Linked DNA regions of Sus scrofa: region 2 is linked to region 1. The links are chromatin contacts, called in public Hi-C maps. All regions are on one chromosome and are shown on one strand. Each heading gives the region's core, a stretch centred on a gene start, on an enhancer-like site or on the middle of the called end of the contact. The rest is flanking DNA. Distances are from core to core; before and after follow the strand shown. Region 1 has its middle 16 kb from the start of AHCY. Region 2 overlaps NCOA6 (nuclear receptor coactivator 6).

Region 1 (2,700 bases), core at 83-2,582:
TGCAAATGTTCCCACCCCTGGACAGTTTCTTCCTGCTTTTTCTGCCTAGCTTTTTCTGAAGACCCAAGTGGGTACCTTTTCCTCTGAGAAACCTCCACAGCCCCAGGCTGACCCCTCTGTCCACTCTGGACACTCTGCTCAGACCTGTCCCAGCATGGATGATCTGTGTGGGAGTGGCTGTCACAGGAAGGAAGCTCCTTGAAGGCAGGGGCCAGGTCTGAGTCACCCACTGGTGTTCCACTGAGCGATTCCCAGCAATGTTTTTGGAATGAATGCAAGGGAAGAAGAAGGGAGGAGCGGAGCATCACACAGAGTTTACACATCACTGGCTGAAGCTCCCTTGGGCCTCAGGGTCCTGGCAGTTAGTTAAAGCCCAGTCAACGGCTGAACCCAACAGAGTGTGGGTAAGAGTCTGAATACGTGTCAGTATGTGAGAATGTGAAATATGTGTGTGTGTATTTGGGTGTGACGGTGGGGAATGTATACAGGTGCTTTTTTTTTTTTTTCCTGCTTTTTGCTTTTGGGAATGTATACAGGTGTGAATGGACATGTGCAAGGGTTTGTATGACCGTATACACACATACACACACATGCTCACTAAGATGGCACTTAGGGGAGCAAGGTCTTTTCCTGTTCCTTCTTGGGTCCTAGCACTCTCAAATGAACGTAGGGTGGTGGGGGAGGGCATTATGGAAAGCAGGGTGGCACTGTGCTTATTAGCAGAGGTTCTAGACCAGACATCATTGGCACTTCCTAACTAGAAGCCTCAGTTTTTTTTAAATCTGTAAGATGGGTATAATTGCAGCACCTACCTTATAGAGTGGCACATAAGAAGTACTCAAATGTTAACTGATATCATTATTCTAGGTGTCACTATCAATACCCAGAGCAGATACTTCCACAGGCTAAAGACTCAAACCAAGTCAAAAGACTACCCTCTAGCCATGTCCATCAAAATTCTCTGAACCTTAGTTTCTTCTATGAGAGGTAGCAATAAAGTGCATTTTTTTAAGGGCCATACCTGCACATATGGAGGTTCCCCCAGGCTAGGGTTGAGTTGGAGCTTCACTCTCTGGCCTATGCCACAGGCACAGCAACACATGATCCAAGCCACATCTGCGACCTACATCACAGCTCACAGCAGCACCAGATCCTTAACCCACTCAGCAAAGCCAGGGACTGAACCTGCAACCTCATGGTTACTAGTCAGATTTGTTTCCGCTGCGCCACAATGGGAAGTCCTACATTTAAAAATGTTGCCCATCTCCCAGGGGTTTTATGTGAGATCACAGGGTGCGGCAGGCTGAAGCCAAAGCTAGGAGCAGGGTGCCCTCTCCTGGCACTACTGGGTAAAGATGGGCTCCAGACGGAGAGGCAGTTCGGAGGTGGGGGTGCTGTTGGGACTCCCAACAAAAGGAGCCCAGCAGAGGGGCAGCGTGCTGGGGAGCAGCCTCCTTCCTCTTTGTCGGCTGAACTCGTCCTTTCTCCACTTCAGGACGACCTCCGGACCCGGGGCAGCCCTGATTCAAGCTCTCAGAACATCCCATGTTCCGTGTCTATCTCTCCTCAAGGGAAAGGATCATCTGAGAAATGAAGAAGTAAAATCCCAGACCTCTGGGTTCCTAGGGTCCCTGGACCAGGCTCCCAGTAAGTGTTAGTATAACAGGATCATGGGAGCCTGGACTGGAATGCGAATTGAGTCAAGAGGACACCCAGTCTCAGTTGGGGACATAAGTCGGACTTGGGGAGCTTGTGACCCCCATCCCAAAGACAGCCAGGTCTGAGGGCTGAAGACGAGAAACACCACAACGCGGGCTCCTAGGCAGACATCTGGGAGTGTTAATTCATTCCACAAATATTGGGTGCTTTCCACGTGGCGGTCTGGGATGAGAAGCATTAAGTGGCAGCGTGGGGGAGAGGCTGTTCCAAGCTCTCTAAGAAAACCCCCGCTTCAGTACTCCACTGCCCAGCAGTGACATCAAAGCCAAAGCGGACCCAAGGGAAGTTCACAAACTTGAGGGGGCCTGGAGTTAGGGGCGTGGAAGGAACTGGGGAGAGGGGGAGACACCCTGATGGGGTGGAGCAGTGGGGGTGTCCCAGAACTGTATTCTTTTATCTCATCCCCCAAAGAAGACATCCTTGTCCTCAGCATCCCAATTAATCCCGAATCTGAGCAAGGCAGTCGGGAGGGCCCCTTGGCCAATGGACAGGCTCCTTCCCTCTCCGCCCCTCTCCGCCCCTCTCCACCCTCCAAGCTGGGGACCTAAATGTCGGCAAAAGCAAACAACTAAAGGGCGGGTTCAAAGGGCGGGCGATGAGGCCACAGGGCCTGGTCTGTCTCTGCCCATTGTTTCCCGGGCCCCTCAGCCTCCCCAGAGCCTGCTGCTGGCGCCAGGCTGGGGAGAAGGGGGGGTCTGACAATTATTTGTCCCCTGTGGCCTTCAGCAGAGTGGGCGGACAGCCCCTCCTCTAGCACTGTTAGTAGTTGTTTGTGAACACAGCCTGATACGTATGCATCTATTTATCTACATGCCTATGTATGAAAATAGGCAAAAACCTATTTGCAAGGTTTTTTTTTCTTTTTACACAATAACATACTAGGCCCACTGTTCTGCCAATCCTTTCTTTTTCCTTCACTTAATATTTCGTCTTGACAATGGATTGTTCCATATCTATAAATAAACATCACCTTTTTAAAAA
Region 2 (2,700 bases), core at 195-2,694, 400 kb before region 1:
CAGGGATTGAACATATATCTTCGTGGATACTAGTCGTGTTCTTAAACCAGCTGAGCCAAAACAGAAACTCCTCAAAACACCAAACATTTTATAATCTCTGTTACCTATTTTCCTGAATTAAAAGGGCTTTGTGGTAGTGTTTTCCACTGAAGAAAGGAGATACTGGTTTCTTCTCTTAATCATATCTACATCCTCCAAGTTCTTTAAAGGGTAAGACTGGTTCCACAAATTAAAATGCAAGTATCATCAAGGAAGCAAAATAGAAATCATATTGCAAGAAATTATGAACTCCACATAGGGCAATGATTATCACATTACAGAAAAGGGTTCTTTAACTTTGAGCCTACGCATATGTGTCCCAGGTGATCTCCTTTTCTCATTCCATACTCCCTAGGAATTCAGGCAGGAGTTTAAGTGGTGGCAGCAACTGTTGCTTTTGTGAAACTGGTGATGGTCTAATGCCTTTTAAGTTGTAAGAGAAGGTGCTGCCACTGTCATGGTGTCTGCTGCAGGAGTGGAGGGACAGGTTGTTCCTCCTGCAGTTTATTCTCCATTGAAGAATACTTCCTGTACCCGTCTTTTGAGTTTCAGTAAAGGAGGTGTCTTTTCTGAGGACGTTTTTTTGACCGCTCTGTAAAAATTCATGGTGATTTAAAGCAGGCGTCTGTGTAAAGGGGCAGGGAATTAATATTTTTGGCCAGAAGATCTCTTGTCAAGTCAACTCAGCTCTACAGTTGTAGTGCAAAAACAGCCATAGGCAATATGTAAATGAATGAAGGTGCTATGTTCTAGGAACACTTTACTTAAATGAACAGGCAGCAGGTTAGATTTGGCACACAGGCCAAGGTTTACTGACCCAAATCAGCAAGTCTGGGAGTCAGTAGTGTTCTCTATGTGTGTTTCCTTGAAAACAGCTAGCTTATGTGTAATTGGAAAATAGGACAATAACGTCAGTATAGTATGGAAATTGTGTTTATTCGTATGAGATTTTTTTTTTCCCCCTGGGCAAGAGGTGTTAGAATAGTAGGAATAGAAGGATAATTATCCATAAGAGGAGTTCCCTCTGTGGTGCACTGGGTTAACAATCCAGCTTGTCTCTGTGGTGCAGTGGGATTGATCCAGATGTCAGTTCGATCCCCAGTCCGGTGCAGTGAGTTTAGGATCCAGCATTGCTGCAGCTGTAGCGTAGGTCACAGCTCTGCCTCTGATTCAATCCCTAACTGGGGAACCTCCATGTGCCTTGGGGGCGACCAGAAAAAAAAAAAGAAGAAAGAAAATTATCCACAAGAAGAAGAAAAAAGCCTTTAGTTTAGTTGCTAGATATGTAGGAGTCCTTTCAGCTTAATTTCAGGAAAATTAAGGATGAGAAGTTACACTCAGATATCTTCCCCAGAAATACACCCTCAGTATTGCATGGCTCTTGACATGTGACAAGTTTCACTTCTTCCTGTTCCCGCTTCAGTGGAAGCCTCACTGCCTCAAAGCTCCACTGCATCTACATTTCCTCACACCTTTAACCAGGCATTTCCATACTAGTGTCTTTGGGCATATTGTCTCCACCAATTTGTGTGTGTGGTGTGTGTTGTTGTTTGCTTTGTACTTTTAGGCCTGCACCCGAGGCATGTGGAAGTTCCCAGGCTAGGGGTCCAGTTGGAGCCACAGCTGCCGGCCTACACTACAGCCACAGCAATGCAGTATCCAAACTGTGTCTACGACCTACACCACAGCTCATGGCAAGCCAGATCCTTGACCCACTGAGCGAGGCCAGAGATCAAACCCGCATCCTTATCGATTCTAGTTGGATTCGTTAATTGCTGAGCCACGATGGGAACTCCTCCACTAATTTGTGTTTTTGTTAGAGCTCTGGTTTCAAAGCCACATGTGTTTTGAGTTTGCCTCAACACTGTTTTTCCCATAAACCTTGTTATTTTCGGTGTGAGAGTTTATAGAATGTGAGGTTTTCTAGGAATGCATTTATCATTTGGAAAAATGCCTATATTTCTTTGTAAAGTTATGATAAGATGTTCTTATCATATATTCTGTAAATAGCTAATGAGTGCCTCCCGTGTGCCAAGCACTGTTCTGTGTTTAAAGGATATAATTAAGATAGCCATCTAATTTATCATCTAAATTAGGAAACTTTTGAGAGTGAAGAGGGGGTACTATTAAAAACTATTAATTAACTATTAATAACTATGCTAGATAACAGATATAAAGGGGAAGCAGACAAGAAAATAAGTGAATGAGTAAGTAACTACATAGGATGTGCTCTAGAAGAAATAACAAGATGTTCTGATAAGGGTGACCTAACTTTGGATAAGATGGTTGGAGAAAGCCTTTTGGAACATGTGACTCTTAAGATTACATGAAAATTAAGAAGTTGGTTTATGTGAAGAGTGCAGGAGAACTGTTTTAGGCAGAGAGAACAACATACATGCAAAGGCCTTGAGGTGAGAATTGGGTTTGTATGCCTTACAAAGTAAAAAAATGGCCCTGAGGCTGAATCCTTACGATTGAAGGAGAAAGTAGTGTGCATTGAGGTTAGAGAGATAGGCAAGGACCACATCTGGGGTGAACATTCTGGTAACCACAAGCCATATGTGACTACTGAGTACTGGAAATGTGACTAGTTCAGGCTGATATGTGCTATAAGTGGGGTAATATACATACTGGATTTTGAAGACTTAGCACCCCCAAAAA

What was found. A called contact is a pair of places that touch in the nucleus more often than the background predicts.
Region 2: a Hi-C map of alveolar macrophages shows a contact between it and region 1, with 4 times the contacts expected there. The contact joins two enhancer-like sites. A contact is called at or near these places in 15 of 47 Hi-C or Micro-C datasets (alveolar macrophages, blood, embryonic fibroblasts and 7 more) and 2 of 2 datasets of contacts at active chromatin or transcription factors (alveolar macrophages and skeletal muscle).

The regions. Positions count from the first base shown.
Region 1 is chr17:37,758,958-37,761,657 of Sscrofa11.1, reverse strand. No RefSeq gene overlaps it. Among named protein-coding and RNA genes, the nearest start is that of AHCY, 16 kb to the right of the region's middle. Within about 2 kb of position 1,332, at least 23 of the 83 cell types and tissues checked have an H3K27ac peak or open chromatin away from gene starts, as enhancers often do. A contact at or near this core is called in alveolar macrophages, where this site is marked.
Region 2 is chr17:38,158,810-38,161,509 of Sscrofa11.1, reverse strand. The region is part of intron 5 of NCOA6 (nuclear receptor coactivator 6); the gene reads left to right. Among named protein-coding and RNA genes, the nearest start is that of TP53INP2, 56 kb to the right of the region's middle. Within about 2 kb of position 1,444, at least 1 of the 83 cell types and tissues checked has an H3K27ac peak or open chromatin away from gene starts, as enhancers often do. A contact at or near this core is called in alveolar macrophages, where this site is marked.